2 separate regions of the Mus musculus genome follow, and region 2 is linked to region 1. The links are chromatin contacts, called in public promoter capture Hi-C maps. All regions are on one chromosome and are shown on one strand. The core of a region is the stretch at or near the end of the contact, and the rest is flanking DNA. Distances in the headings are between cores, read along the strand shown.

Region 1 (7,718 bases), core at 3,150-5,649:
CTGTGGAAAGAGGGAAGAAGGCTGGGAGCTTGGGGCTGGCCCAGTGTTTGAATTCGGTTCGCACCAGCCCTTTAGACTCCCTCATGCCCGAGACGGCCATCAGGATCCGGGGATGCCCAGTGGTCTTGGACTTCTAGAACACTGGGTCCTGGGCTCAGTCAAGTCATGCAACTGGGCGCGGGCTCCCCGCCTCCAAACCGCGGCGGCGGCGGCGAGGCGGCCGCCGCACGTGTCTGGGGGCGGCTCCTGCCTGCGGCTGTTCCTTGTTCGTAGTCTCCCTCTGCAGGGCCTGCCCTGCCCCTCCCACCCATTCCTGGGGAGTGAGGACCCCCAGCCCGGACCCCGAGTACAAGGCAGGCCCTGTAATCGGAGCCTGGGCCGCATGTGGCCGCGTCACCGGAGAGAGGCCGGCACCTGCGGAGGACGTGTCTGGCAGCGGCCCCAAGAACAGCCCGTCCTGGGGGCGGGGCGAGCCGAGCGCGGGAACTGGTGCGGGAGGGCGTTCGCCCTGCGCCCGCCTGGGGCCCCGCCAAGTGCGCGCAGGGAGCTGCTTACTGCTGGGGCGGCGGGGTTCTTCTGTAACCGCACACACCCCTCGGAGCCTCCAGTCCAACCAACAGGGCAGGAGTTGGAGACTTGGGGGACTACGGGGGGGGGGACATTCCAGGGGCTCCCGCCATCGCAAACAGAGTCAAACTCCATCCAGGGCTTGGTCCAAGTGTTAGTTAAGAGACCAGTGACTCTGACTGCTGAGTGATCTCAGGCAGGGTGCTGAATCTCTCTGAGCCTTTGTCTTTGCCCTGTTCTCTCTCTCCAGGGTGTTAGATTAAAGCAGGATCAAATCAGATGCTGGTCAGAGCCCACAGTAGGCACAAGATGGAGACACTTTTGGATTTCTTGAAGGTGCATCATTATCAGGAAGGCAGCTGGACCCCTGTCACCCATATGAAGAGACCCCAGAAGGGCTGTGGGAGGACTGTTCTCTGTCCATGACCCTCCAGGAGTCTCCAGAGGCAAGAAAGTGTGTCACCCAGCCCTTCGGCCTTCTCCCTCTAGTCCTGACCCTGGGACTGCATTCTCCACCTTCCTTGATGGATGGGTGACATGTGGCTCAGGGTTTCATGGAAAATTCTTCAAGGCCTTAATTTATCTGATATGACAGCTCAGGGTCTTAGAATCTGAGAAGGCAGCTTTAAGAGCCAGAGGGGAGACAAGTCTCAACTCTACACTTGGTTACTCCGGGAAGGCCCCAGAACCTGGGGCTCTGGGTCAGGGGTGGGGATGACCAGGAGAGCCATCCACGCAGGCAAGAAAGGGAGGCATGAGGCAGCCAAGAAACTGGTGATGTTCAAGTCGGCCACCAGGGGGCAGCATGAAGCCAAGGACAGGCCTCCTAGACTCGGACTCTGTTCTGGCCAGGGGCTGGAAGACCCTGAACACCCGGCTTCCTTGGGGGTGCTTGGAGTCCCCGTAGCTGACCAGCTATGCGGGTTGTTGTGAGTGCGATCCGGGGACGTTCTGGGAAACTAAACTGACTTAGCTGCTCCAGGCTCCTCTAAGAATGAAAAGGCAGGAGGGCTGGGGCCAATAGGCTTCCTGTGTTACGATTCACTAATCAAATCTCGGAGTTGGTTCGAAGAGCTGGAGGGTGTAGGTTAAGCTGGCCTTAATCGCCTAGGAGCCACAGCAAGGTTTTAATATAGGCAGCCCGTTTCCTCCTCGCAACAGACTGCTGAAGTGTCCGCCTGCCTACTGTTGTGTTTTAGCTTCAGTCAGTAACTGCGCCGTGGATTTTAGCGATTTAGGACACAAAATTTATTTATCTATCTATCTATTCATTCATTCGTTTGTTTTCGGCCCTGGGGATGGAACCCAGAGCCAGCGTTCATACTTGAGAAGTATCTCAAGTGCCATACCACTGAGTCACCTCCAGCTTTCAAATTTTATCTCGTAGTCCAATCACTGGCAGCGTGGCTGTGCCCGAGTCTTGCCACAGCCCTCATTCTGTTCCTCATTCGGCCAGTCAGGTGGGCACATAGAAAAAGAGCTCCTATGGCTGTAATGTAATTGGGTGCACACAGAAATATCGCCAACAATTGGTGGCAGAAATGGTCTTTGGATGTGTGGTCTTTCTGGGAGCTCTGGGAGAGGCAAGAGGTGAAGTACCCATTCTGCCCAAGGGTATGGGGGAAGATTTCGGGAGAGACTCATTTGCTAACCAGGTCCAAGGTCGAGGTCCCACGGCTTATACCCCTTCACACCACACAAGAAAGAAGTCAGGAAACTTGCGTCTGATGAGCCAGGGCACCAGACCAGCGCTCCATCCCCCAACTCTCCGCAGCAACACAGTTAAAAAAAATGTTCTTGTTTCCTTTGGATGTATTTTTAATGTCAAAAATAGAAGACGATTCTTGTAGCCAGACAAATGTTTACTTACCTACAGGTCCCTTGGGTTGGAGGGCTAGATGGGGAACTTAACCCTGCTTCTGGAAGCAGTGTGCTTACCAGGTCTGTTGATGCTAGCTAGCATTGATGGAACTTCACCGTTACAGACTTGTGGAGGGCTCACTTTAACCTGTGTGGAGACGGACAAACAAGCAGATGAAACGGGAATATGAAAGGAGAAAGCAAGTGATGCAAGCATCCTGGGGTAGGGATGCCCAGTGAGGCAGCCTGCAGCACAGATGATCTATCTGGCTGTCTAGACTGCTTCTCCCAACAAATAGGGCCCAGTAGCTCCACACCCCAGGGAGCACGTTCAGTCAGTCCTCTCAGCAGCTTTGGCCTAGGTTGTGGGCAGGGTGGACCTTCTCTAGCCTCGACAGCTGCAGCCTGGATATTTGGACTGTTGGGGAGACCCTGGAGGCCAGGTGGTCACAAATAAGTGTGGAGTGTGGTCCTGTGACCAGGGTCTCTGAAGAGGCCCATGTGGCTTTGACACAGGGACAGAACAAAGCCCTGCCTCCTTCCTGCCCTGGGCTAGTGGATTTTAGCTTTTAGTGAATGAGGGGTTCATGAGGCCCCTTGAAAGCCCTCATTAGTTTTATTTTACTCAAGAAAATTACTGTGACATACCAATGCCCTGAGAGATTTGTAATATGGTGTACCGAGAAAAAGAAATCCTTACAGGTCACAGGCTCTGGTCTCTCCACCAGAGCAGCTTCCAAACCCCGTCTCTCACCTGTTCCAGGACAGTCTGGCCCCTGGCTTCAGGGTTTGACTTGACTCCCGGGTTGGCCCAACTTACCTAACCCTGTAAATAGGGTTCTGTCTCAAAAGTCTCACAGGCATCTCTGCTGGGAGCTGAGAGCTTGGGGCTCTGCAGGGCCTTTCAAGTATGTCCGGAAGTCCTGGTTCCCCAGGGCGGGGGGAGGGGGCCAGCTCCTGGCACATGCCTGAGTCACCTTCTCGACTCCCTGCCCTAAATAATGAACTCCTTTTGGCGGCGGTAGCGGAGGCAGCAGGGGCGGGGGGCGGGGGGGGGGCTCTGTCAGGCCATGTCGGGTGTGTTTGTGTGAGTATTCAGGGCCCCACCAAGAGGCACTGCTGTGGAGGAGGGGTCATTCTCTCTTTTCTAGCATAACTACTTCCAGCCAACTAAGGTAGGCAGAACTGGGGGTCGAATATGGCCTGACCCAAACCTAAGGTCCTAGGCATCTATCAGTGATGTAGGTACAGGCTAGGATGGGCCCAACTTGTGTCTCATCTCCCGGGTAGGTGGGCCTATTATAGACCAGGCTACAGATCTTTTAGATCTCTACAGTATTGTTCCTCAGGAAAAGAATGGATGTGACCCCTGTCTCTAACTCCGTGATAGAGGGTCTTAGGGCCAGCAGGTGTGCAGATGCCTCGAAGGCAGATACTTAGGCCTGGGTGTAGAGGGTGGATCCAGCCACGGTACTGCCAGGACCAGGACCCAGCTGGTAGTAGTAGGTTAAAGCCCTAATCAGTTGGTGCAGTCCTAGGGCTAGCGCGGGCTGCGGGGACCGAGGGACCTTCACCGACGTCGGCATCGCCGAGGGGCTGTGCCCAGCTCCATGGTCCGAGGGGGCGCGCGCGTCGCGGCTGCGCGAGCCCCCGCCTGCAGACAAAGGAGCCCGCGGGGGGCGGGGGGGGGGATGGGGCGAGGGGGAGGGGCGTCGCGGTGTCACGTTACCGCCCGCAGAGCTCTTTAACTCGAGCCCCGCCCCTTGTCCCGCGCAGCCCGCTCGCCGTGCGGCCGCCAATCAGCGCCCGCCCGTCACCCGCCCCGCCCGGCCCCGGGGGTGTGTGCGCGCAGCCAATGAGCGTGGCGCGGGGGCAGGGCCTCTGTGGGCGGGGCGGGCTGCACCCTCCAATCGCCGCGGTGTTGTTGAAACTGAAAATACTACATTATGCTAATCGTGAGGAGGCCCGCGCGCGCGGGGGTGGGGCCAGCGCGTATAAAGGGGCGCAGCGGGCTGGGCGTTCCACAGGCCGAGTGCGCTGTGCTCGAGGGGTGCCGGCTAGGCCCGACTGAGAGCAAGCGAACAGGCAGGCAAGCTCCGAGGGGGCGCGGCCCAAGCTGGACAGGACAAGCGATCCAGACGCAGGAGCCGTCCATCACCAATCAGCCAGGTAGCCGCTGCGTCCTTAGGCAGAGGCGGACGCGGGCTGTGCAAGGGGTCTCACCCACGCCCAGCCTCCGCCCTCCTCCTCTCCCCTCTTCCTTCTCCTCCCGTTCCCTTCTTTCTCGCTGCCCGCGTTTGCACAGCCTTCGACCATGGGCATGTCCGACGTGTACCTCCGCAGCAGAACAGCGATGGAACGCTTGGCCTCCAGCGATACCTTCCCAGTGATAGCGCGTAGCAGCGCCTGCCGCAGCCTCTTCGGGCCTGTAGACCACGAGGAGCTGGGCCGCGAGCTGCGGATGCGCCTGGCCGAGCTGAACGCCGAGGACCAGAACCGCTGGGACTTCAACTTCCAGCAGGATGTGCCTCTTCGAGGCCCTGGTCGTCTGCAGTGGATGGAGGTGGACAGCGAGTCTGTGCCCGCCTTCTACCGCGAGACGGTGCAGGTGGGGCGCTGTCGCCTGCAGCTGGGGCCCCGGCCACCCCCGGTGGCCGTGGCTGTCATCCCGCGTTCTGGGCCGCCGGCTGGCGAGGCCCCCGACGGCCTAGAGGAGGCGCCTGAGCAGCCGCCCAGCGCCCCAGCCTCGGCCGTGGTCGCGGAGCCCACCCCACCCGCGACCCCGGCCCCGGCTTCAGATCTGACCTCAGACCCAATTCCGGAGGTGACCCTGGTCGCGACCTCCGACCCGACTCCGGACCCGATCCCGGACGCGAACCCGGACGTGGCGACTCGGGACGGCGAGGAACAGGTCCCTGAGCAGGTCTCTGAGCAGGGCGAGGAGTCGGGTGCTGAGCCGGGTGATGAGCTGGGAACTGAGCCGGTCTCTGAGCAGGGCGAGGAGCAGGGCGCAGAGCCGGTCGAGGAGAAGGACGAGGAGCCGGAGGAGGAGCAGGGCGCGGAGCCGGTCGAGGAGCAGGGTGCGGAGCCGGTCGAGGAGCAGAATGGGGAGCCGGTCGAGGAGCAGGACGAGAATCAAGAGCAGCGCGGCCAGGAGCTGAAGGACCAGCCTCTCTCGGGGATTCCAGGACGTCCTGCACCCGGGACTGCTGCGGCCAATGCGAACGGTGCGATCAAGAAGCTGTCGGGGCCTCTCATCTCCGGTGAGCCCCGCACGGCCCCGCCCCGGCCCGGCCTCGCTTTGTCCGGCCGGCCGGGCTCTCCCTCGCCCTCGGGGGCCTCGCCCGGTCCCCGCCTCCTCCCGTGGCATTAAAGGGCCCGCGGCGCTTAGGGCGCGGTTGCGCCCGCACCCCTTTCCTACTGGTAGGGGTGCAGCTAAGGCTCCCGAGCGTGCAGTGGGAGGGCGAGCCTGGCCGCGACCCACTCGGATCGCGGTCTTTGGCTCGGGCCGCGGGAGCCCCTTAGGGAGCCGTGTGTGCGGCATGGAGGGGGTTAAGTGCGGCGGCAGCCCCGGGGGGCTTGGCCGCGGGACAAGGGGAAATGCTTACACAGCACATTGCGCGGCGACGTAAACAAAGCTGACCCGCCGCGGACCTCGGCGCGGGCGGGGATGGCGCCCCCACCCCGGCCCCGCGCCCTGCGCACTCCGCGGGTCTCCTCGCGGGTCTCTGGGCCGGCCCCGCCCTGACCGACGCGCGTTGTCGCCCGCAGACTTCTTCGCCAAGCGCAAGAGAACTGCGCAGGAGAACAAGGCGTCGAACGACGTCCCTCCAGGGTGTCCCTCTCCAAACGTGGCTCCTGGGGTGGGCGCGGTGGAGCAGACCCCGCGCAAACGTCTGAGATGAGTTAGGTGAGTCTGGCGTCCCCCACGGGGGTCGCGGAGGGGCCGCCCCCGGGGGGTTCCCGCTATGCCTGCTCACCTGAGTCCCTCTTCCCACAGTTTAGAGGCTAACGGCCAGAGAGAACTTGCTGGGCATCTGGGCAGCGGACGATGGAAGAACTCTGGGCTTCGGCTGGGACCTTTCGTTCATGTAGCAGGAACCGGAGATGGTTGCGTAGAGCAGCCCACGGTTTTGTGGAAATCTGAAAACTGTGCAATGTATTGAGAACACTCTGTACCATGTGCAAGGAGTACGCTGGTCCCAAGGTGTAAAGCTTTAAATCATTTATGTAAAATGTTTAATCTCTACTCGCTCTCAGTGCAAAACAAAAAGAGAAACTAGAAAATGTAGAACGAAGGAAAAAGATGAGAAAAAGGAAAAAGCATGTATATTTGTACAAAAAGTTAAAAAATTATGCTAATTTAATATTTGTATTTATCCATGCGTGGATCCCTCTGCCACGCAACTGCTGGGTTATTGATTATTACCAAAGGCACTAGAAATCACCAGCTTCAGATTACCCACAAATGTAAATCTACTTTTATATTAGACTCTAGGGGAATGGTTGTTGAGTAAAAGCCCCCACACATTCATCTTCAGTTAGCTTACAGTGTCCCCCACTTCATTAGATTGCTCTTAAACTTGGTGACCAGACAGTCGAAATGGTTCCTGTACTGCCCATACCAACTGCCCAGGGCTCCTCGTCCGCCAGGTTCTAAATAAAGAGGCCCAACAAAAATCATACTTGTAGTCTTCTTGTTCTTTTACACTTTTGTAGCTCAGCGCCAAGGCAAATGAATATGGTGGGTGTCAAAGAAGGAGTCAGCCAAATATTGCCACCACTTGACAGAGTTGTTGGCTGCTTACAAGGAAGGGGAACAACTTTCACAGGACCTACTGACCTGCTTCTCAGGAGTTTGAGAAACAAGTGTCTGTCCCTAACAGACGCTCATGTTTTTGTCCAGCCAGACCCTGATGGGCACTTGCAGGGTTTAGAACAATGTAAACTCCCATGTACACACAGAAGTTCTCCATGCGATCACAGTGGGGCACTGAAGGCTCCAGGGCCCCTAGGTCTATACACCAGAGCTTTCCCAAAAGTTGGCATCGTGATAGTTTAGTAGGGATGGGGAGGGGGTGATGAAAGATACTAGGGAAGAACACAGGGTGGGGTGGACTGGGGATGGGTCCTGATCTAGTTTGTGTGCGAGAACTCAAAGCTGTGGCTCCTACATCGCCATGCCCTGTCTCCTGCCAGTCCACTGGATCCAAAGAGACCCCCTTTAGTTCAAAAAGGGAAGGGTTCTTTATACCTGGCCTATAAAGTGATGGCTTTCAAAGGAGAAGGTG
Region 2 (7,718 bases), core at 3,590-6,089, 1.8 Mb before region 1:
CTATGTCTGGTGTCTGCTTTCATGGCTCAGGGAAGTAGGAAGTTCTAGGGGCAAGATCTTTGCTGCCACCTTCCAAATGGCCTTGGCAGAAAGCTGGGCCCTGAGAAAATGCTCTATGCTGACATTCTCTAATAAAGGGAAGTTTAGTGAGGATTCTGGAATTTAGGTTTCTTAAAAAACACACAGAAATATAAAATGCACTTTCATTTTAACCCCAGGTATAGGAATGTAAGTCTGCTTCACAGCAGCTGACTATGATTTGCCTCGTGCTCTAGAAGAGGCATGGTTTTTCATGCTGCAGATAGTTTTTGTGATTTTGTAATGTTTGGAATTCTGGGAAATTTTTAGAGGTTGTGTAAATGGTAGGGCCCCGCTAGGTGGGGTTGGTGGTTGCTGGGTGTTCAAGGGAGTTGGTTGCAGTTTGTTAATAATAATGCTCAAAGAAGAAACTAAAGGAAATAGATTATATTTGGAGATCTCTTTCTCTCCCCCTTTATTTTTCATTATCTCCTGCCTAGTGTTAGGGGGTGAAATGAGGTGGGGAAAATAAAGGGTGAGAAGAGAAGAACCCACAAAGTAGCAAAGACCAGATACAGAGAAGTATCCTCTGGCCTGGCTGTGTCCATAGGAATTTACAAGCAGGAACTATGGATGCTGTGTAAATTTAGGGAGACACTGGGTTGCCAGAACAAGTTCTTTATGCAGTTTTGGTCCCTACCTGACTAATTCTAAGAATTCATTGGCTAACATCTTTTGTCCACCCCTAAACCAAGCTGCCTAGCTCTTTCTCTGCTCCCCTTTCCTGGAGCTGCTCTGTTGCTGCCCCAGGCCTCTGACTCACTGGACCAGACCCAGATGCAGAACTTTGTCCTTTGTGGACCAGCTCAGCAGTAGAAGCTGGCCTGCTGGGACTGGGCAAAGCCCTTTGTGTATCACCTAGCTAGAAAAGTCTGCAGTCCCTCAATGGGTGTTGGTAGCCTGGGTGGGGGAGTGGGGGTGGGCTGGGGCTGGGAGACAGGCATGAGGGATGGGAGGGACTGGTGAGGTTCTGGGCAGGAGTTACTATTTGCAGCCCCACACTACATTGTGAATCACCACTCCAGAGTCTGCTCCCATCCAGGGCCTTGTCTTCTCTAGGGACTCTGGGATGCCTCCTAGCATGCCCAGTCCCTGCCTCCAGGTATCATCCTGGCATGAGCCTTAGTTTTCTCAAGTCTAGGGGAGGCGGGGATGAGGAAGTAAGCCAGAGGGGTTCCCAACTTAAAAAGGGAAATCCACACTTTTCCAGGGCAAAGAAGCAAGGGCTGGGCAGAAAAGTGATGGGTCATCCTAGAGTACTGTGTGAGCTTTAGGTGGGGTTAGAGCCAGCTGCAGATTTCCATCCGTGGCTCATGCTTCCAGACTTGGAGCAACACACACCCCTTGGGTGGCCCAGTGTGGCACAATTCCATGGCACACACAACAGACACTGTGCCACTATGGAACTGGCAGAGGCTGTCTGACCTGGTCTGACCATGAACAGTGAACAGTGATCATCCCATCTCTGGAAGAAAAGGGGGAGGAAGTGAGACCTTTCAAGACTGATAAAACTGACTCAAAGACAGCATGGTAAGGGACTCCTGGGACGCTCAGTGCCAGCTCTGATGATGGCACTGGCCTCAGAGGAACCAGTTAACCTAGTCACAAAGTCCAGATGTGCCTGCTACTCACTCAGGGTTGGAGGGCAGACCTGGACAGTGAGTGCAGGAGATGCTGGACTGTGTGGCCCTCTCAACCACATGCTCCCACAGACTAAGGACCCCCTGTCCATGATACTTGCCTTGTTCTGGTTGGTGGAGTGAGCTTCCCATGAACAGTTTCCGGCCATCTCCAGGAGTGAGGAGTCCAGGCTCCTGTTGGGAGCTCAGCAGTATGTGTTCCTGCCTAGCAAAAGCCTAGAGAGAGGGTAGAGTAGAATCAGCCCTGGTTCCCCGCTCAGAATCATTTGACCTCCCAGCTCAGCCCCAGCCCCCTAGGCCTTTCAGGCTTGTGGTTCTTACCACAGAGGAAAGGCTACCCTAGCTCTCTCTGAGACAGAAACTTTGTACCCTCCCTGCTCCTCCTGCCTGTAGGCTCATGATCGGACCCTGCCTGGCTCCCAGAGCCCCACTGCCACTCCCTAGGGAAAACTCTCTCTCTCCTTTCTCTTCTCATTGGACTGCAAGGAGTCTGGGCCAGAATGTTTCTTCAACGTGCATGGTGGGTTCCCTTGCATCTACACATGGAGCACCTCCCTTGTGTTTGGATAGAGAGTTCGGCAATCAGTCCTAGAAATGAGTGACACAGGACAGATTCTTTACAGCAGAGGGGCTTCCTGGAGGAGGAGGCCTTTGCTGGGTCTTGCTTTATCAAACCACGGACGTTGAGCATGCTCCGCAATCATCTACCAACTAAGCCACACCCCCAGCACTTCATTTGTTTTAGATGGTGCACCTAATGAAACTTTGAAGATCTGTGTACTGTCAGTGGCTGTCTCCTGTAAGCTTCACTTAGAGGTGGCAAACCAAGAAGTTGCTGTGGTGGCCCTGGTTCCAGGCTGGGTGTAGGACTCAGTCTCATTCAGCCAATCTGGAGGCCTGGAGATGTGTTGCGTGACAAGCTAGAGAGAGGTGGACCCTGCTTGAGACTGGTCCACCCTAGCAGGCAACAGCTCATTAATATATCCACCCTGGGTCTCCTTGGAATTGAGCCCCATCCGCGGCCTGCTTTCTGCCTGCACATAGAGCAAGTGGGAGGTCTGAAGCTGTGACTCAGGACACGGCCTGGCTACAGGCTGCCAGACCCTCCTCTCCCTGAACAGGGACGTGGGCAGCACACTGCTCCACTCCTCAGAAATTCCTTCCTCAAGAAGGGCGGATCCCCAGCCGCCACGAGCATGGCCCTTGCCTCCTCCTGGATATGTGGCCCTGGCAGCTGCGTCCACCCATTGGCTGTCCGGTCAGCGCAAGTGTCACGCCCCCTCCTTAACTCCAGGCCTCATTCGGCTGGAGGGGCGGGGGTGGGAGGATGTTGGGGACTTAAGCCACACCCCAACCCTTCATTTCTATTGGATGGTGTTCCTAGGCCCACAGACACGCTCCTAACCAGTGTACAGAGCCCATTTCCGCCCTGGCTATCTACCCCCTCCACCCGCTACCTGTTTGCTCCTTCTGGTGTACACCGACTAAGAGTGGCTCATTGTGGGACCTGCTTGGGTGTCCCGAATACGTAGGCATGAGTGATGTTTGTGCAGAGAGGTTGCAAACTGCTGGTGCTGCAAAGTATGCCCCCTCCCACCAGGCGTCATTTGTAGCTATAGAAGGAAGCAAGCCCAGGTTTTCTAGGTACCTACACCCCCAGCATCCTCTACTGATGCCACTCTTTCTGATACTTGCTACTCCCAGCTTTCCCCCTCAGTGATGTCCTGACTCAGGGGACCTTTCATGCCACCAGGCTGAACCTCCAACTAGACACATGCCCCGTGGGACAGATGAATATGCTCCCAGGTCAACTCTATGACTGGTTTGGTCTCTATCCACGGTCCCTGTCCTACTCCAGATTATTTGCAAAGTTATTCACTCACACAGAGAGATCCAGAAGCCAAGTGGACCCCAGATGGGCCATATTAAAGATGTGTGTGTGTGTGTGTGTGTGTGTGTGTGTGTGTGTGTGTGTGTGTGTGTGTGTGAGAGAGAGAGAGACGTGTATGAGGATGTGTGTATGGGGATGTGTGTGCTCTGGGCAGGATCTGAGCCATGACAGAACCCACTTCACTAAAGCCCATGGAAAAGGCTCCCATGTCTGCACCCCTGGCTCCTCCCCTCCAAACCGATAGTGGGCCACCTGTTTACCTTCTTAGATTGACAGTTGGACAGACCAGCCCTAAGGGAGCTGTCTTGGTCATTTCACTTCTACTACACCATACCCCAGTCTCTCTCCTCATGCCTTAGCTATGACCCGGCCTGGGCATTGGCCAGTCTGCTGCTGTCCGGGATACACAGAAAGCCTGTGTTTCTGCCTAAGACTCAAGCCTTTGCTCACAACTTGACAGAAGACTTTCTCTGAGGGGGAACAGAACTCTCTGGCAAACAGCTTCATGTGAAGCCAACACCAGCACCAGACCTGGCTGGAGGGGAAGAAGCTGAGACTATCAGTTGTCTGACCTTGTGTTGCTAGTCCCCAAATGCCCCCAACAGAGTTGCCCACTGCTGTCCTCATGGCCAGCGGCATCCCTGAGCAATGAGAACCAGAACTCTGCACTTGGACCATCGCCCACTGGGTGTTCCCTTCAAACTCTTCCAGAAACCCGGCTTGGATGTAAGGTTGAAGGAAGGATAGGGAGCCCCCACCCTCAGGAGGACAAGATGGGGGCTGGAATTGGAGGATGTCTTGGGGCTAGAGGTAGAGGTAGGGTGTCATCTGAGTAGGGGATCAGGAGATGCAACACAAGAGGGGGACTCTTAAAGCCTCCTATATCCCTGGGATACTCAGACCTGTGGGAAGAGTGGAACAGGTCTTCTAGATGGGAACAGCTTCACTCTAGGGTTTCATGGCTCTGTGCTCAGAGAGGTGGGACTTCTGCAAGCTGCCTGTCATGGCAGTGGCCATTTCCCTGCCTTGAGGCTGCCAATCTCAATTGCTTGCCCTGTCCAGCCTTCACCCTACAGCCCCTGATCCTGATCCTGAAGCCCCTGTCCCTGGTCTCCCTCCCCTAGTCCCTGGGTCCCAGAGTGCTACCTGTGGCTGTCCTGATCCTCCGAGTTCCCTTCGTAGAGATCTTCTCCTGGGACTCCGAGTTTGCTGACCCACGGGCAGCAGGCTAGCCAAGTACTGCCTGGAGCCTCGGAAAATTCAGGCTCAGGGTGGAGGGAGGACGAGCCCTCACCCGCCTTGCCTGTTGGAGATGGCTTTGGAAACAGAACCCGCCCCAAACCCAATTCCAGGCCAGGCAGAAGGGGGAGGGGAGAGTTAGAGGAGGAGAAAAAAGAGGAGGAGGAGGAGGAGGAGGAGGAGGAGGAGGAGGAGGAGGAGGAGGAGGAGGAGGAGCTGAACAGTGATGAGGCTTGGGGAAGGAATGCCCAGTTCAGGAGCCTTTTCCCCCATCCCCACTGGGAACTCATCTCTCTGCCTGATGACGTCACGTTGGCCTGAGCACTGGGGCGGGAGTCCAGATGTTAGTATCTAGTATCCTGCAGCTCCAGAGGGCTGCCCCAGTAGAGGGAGCTCCGGGTTGTCACTTGCTTGATGCCTTCAGCCTGTTTCCAGTGGGCATTTCAGGGCAGGTGGTGATCGTGGGGAGGTTATAGGGAATGTTCTCTCCATTATTTGAACTGACTGAGGGACTGGCACAGAGAAGCCAAGAAGCAGCAGGTGAGGGAACTCTATGGAGAGTGGGGGAGAAGTGTCAGAGAGAAGGCCACATGACCCAGATGGCACCAACCCACCCCCCTTGCCACCCCAGAACCTTCCTGGGGGACCCCTGGGGCCTGTGGAACCAGGAATTCCCTTCTCTCTAGCTCTAATAACAATCAGATGTCACAAATGGAAAATCACAGCCCTTGCTCACTTGGGCTGAGCAGGGAAGTTGGCGAGCAACCATGCCTGGTGCGTGTGCTCCTCAGTGAAGATGAGTCACCCTCCCCCACGAGAAGGGGTCTTGGAAAAAGTTAGTGGCCAGGGCATGGAGCCCAAGCCTGGGTGGGTATGGAGGGAGCAGAGGGTTGGCGATGAGGGTGGGGTGCTGAGGCCTTTTTCTGCCCTGGGCCAACTTTCTCATGACCCAAGAAGCCTGAGGGAATGCCACACTTTCCTATGGGAGTGAACAGTGCCCAGATTGGGGGAGGTGTGCCTTGTGGGCATCTTACAGGGAGCCCAGAAATAGATCTCTTCTTGCACCTGCGCTGGAGCCTCCTCCTTCTGCCCATGAAGAAACCTCTCTGTCCCTTGCACCAAACTAACCTGAGATCAGGGAGCCTTGGATGGTTGCCTGTTTGAGGCCAGCTGGCTTCCTGGGACTTGGAGGCGGGGCGGGGTGTGGGGATAGGGATTTTTCTGAGATTCTAGAGGCTGAGAGAGGTTAGGCAGGCAGCAGGGAAGGATGGTGACCCTGCCTCCTCCACCAGAGCAGGCAGCTGTGTCCCAGCTGGGCCACTTGTTTACACTGGGAGGCGGGGGGGGGGGGGGGAGGCCTAAGCCCAGCACTGGCCAAGTATAATTGCGCTTGGACACTTAAAAGGAATTGTGTGAAGTGGGCAGAGGCTACTGAGTCCTCAGCCTTATTTGGTTTGGAAATATGTTTCTTTGACAAAACAAGAGAGAGGTGCTTATTAAAGGGAGCTTGTCTTCGGGTCCCTGAGTTTGCAGGGTCCCTGAAGCTGCTGACCTGTCCACTGGGGGTGCTATGGCCATGGCCCATGTTCATGAGCACTGGAGATTCTTTCTCTGAGCTCTGCAGACTGGACAGCCTGGCAGAAGCACCATCACCATTCTCTGAATCACAGACACACCTGCTGGCCAAGTCCTCACAGCAAGGGACCAAGGATCTCTGAGTCCTTTTCATTCATCCCCTTCAGGAAGGTTCAGTGTCTATAACCTAGTCACTATCCCCTTGGGGTGACCATTTTAGCATGAGTTCTGAGGAAGACACAGACGAGTAGTTTACAGCAATCACCTGTGTCATCCTGCAGAAATGGGTCTGAGGCTGTGTGGGGAGGAGGCCCAGAGGTTAGGTTCCCACAGGGACAGTAGAGAGGACCTTGCCCCATGTGTGTGGGGGTGTCCTATGGCTGCCTCCAGGCATTAAAGACCCTGGAAAATCACATCTTACTTTGGGAGGTTTCTTTTGGGGGTGGCAACAGGGGCTTGGGTGCCTGGGAGAACTACCCTTACTGGACCTCTAAAATTCATGTCTGGTCTTGAGTGGCATCAAGCCAATCACCGTTGCCAAGTGATTGGCATCATTCATTCACTCAATCAGGACTCTGAGGATAGACTTGAGGTGAACAGATGGGGCCTGGGGGACATGGCTTTTGTTCTTTCTAAAAAATATATTGTATTTTTATTAATATAATTAATATATTATATTGCTGCAGGACACCTGTGGATGTCAGAAGACAACTGAGAAAGTCAGCCCTTTCCTTCTACCATATGGATCCAAGTGGCTGAACTCAGGTCATCAGACTTGGTGGCAAGCACCTTTACCCACTGAGCCATCCTTGTTCTTTTTTTTTTCCATTTTTTATTAGGTATTTAGCTCATTTACATTTCCAATGCTATACCAAAAGTCCCCCATACCCACCCACCCCCAATCCCCTACCCACCCACTCCCCCTTTTTGGCCCTGGCGTTCCCCTGTACTGGGGCATATAAAGTTTGCGTGTCCAATGGGCCTCTCTTTCCAGTGATGGCCGACTAGGCCATCTTTTGATATATATGCAGCTAGAGTCAAGAGCTCCGGGGTACTGGTTAGTTCATAATGTTGTTCCGCCTATAGGGTTGCAGATCCCTTTAGCTCCTTGGCTACTTTCTCTAGCTCCTCCATTGGGAGCCCTGTAATCCATTTATTAGCTGACTGTGAGCATCCACTTCTGTGTTTCCTTGTTCTTTTTTAAAAAATATTTATTTATTTATTTATTTATTTATTTATTTATTTATTTATTTATTTATTATATGTAAGTACACTGTAGCTGTCTTCAGACACTC

Evidence for each region. Promoter capture Hi-C pulls out the DNA fragments that hold promoters and counts their contacts.
Region 2: a contact with region 1 is called in a promoter capture Hi-C map of stem cell-derived epiblast-like cells, with 4 times the contacts expected there. The contact joins the promoter of Mrgprf here to the promoter of Cdkn1c in region 1.

The regions. Positions count from the first base shown.
Region 1 is chr7:143,457,731-143,465,448 of GRCm38.p6, reverse strand. Cdkn1c (cyclin-dependent kinase inhibitor 1C (P57)) reads left to right here and starts at 4,399. Exons shown (of 4, transcript NM_001161624.1): 1 at 4,399-4,596; 2 at 4,733-5,654; 3 at 6,199-6,337; 4 at 6,428-7,110. The coding sequence starts at 4,742. The coding sequence ends at 6,332. Gm33663 (a long non-coding RNA gene) reads left to right here. Exons shown (of 3, transcript XR_378640.3): 3 at 818-2,114.
Region 2 is chr7:145,298,030-145,305,747 of GRCm38.p6, reverse strand. It overlaps Mrgprf (MAS-related GPR, member F), which reads right to left and starts at 4,839. Exons shown (of 3, transcript NM_145379.2): 1 at 4,756-4,839; 2 at 1,820-1,934. The coding sequence starts at 1,867.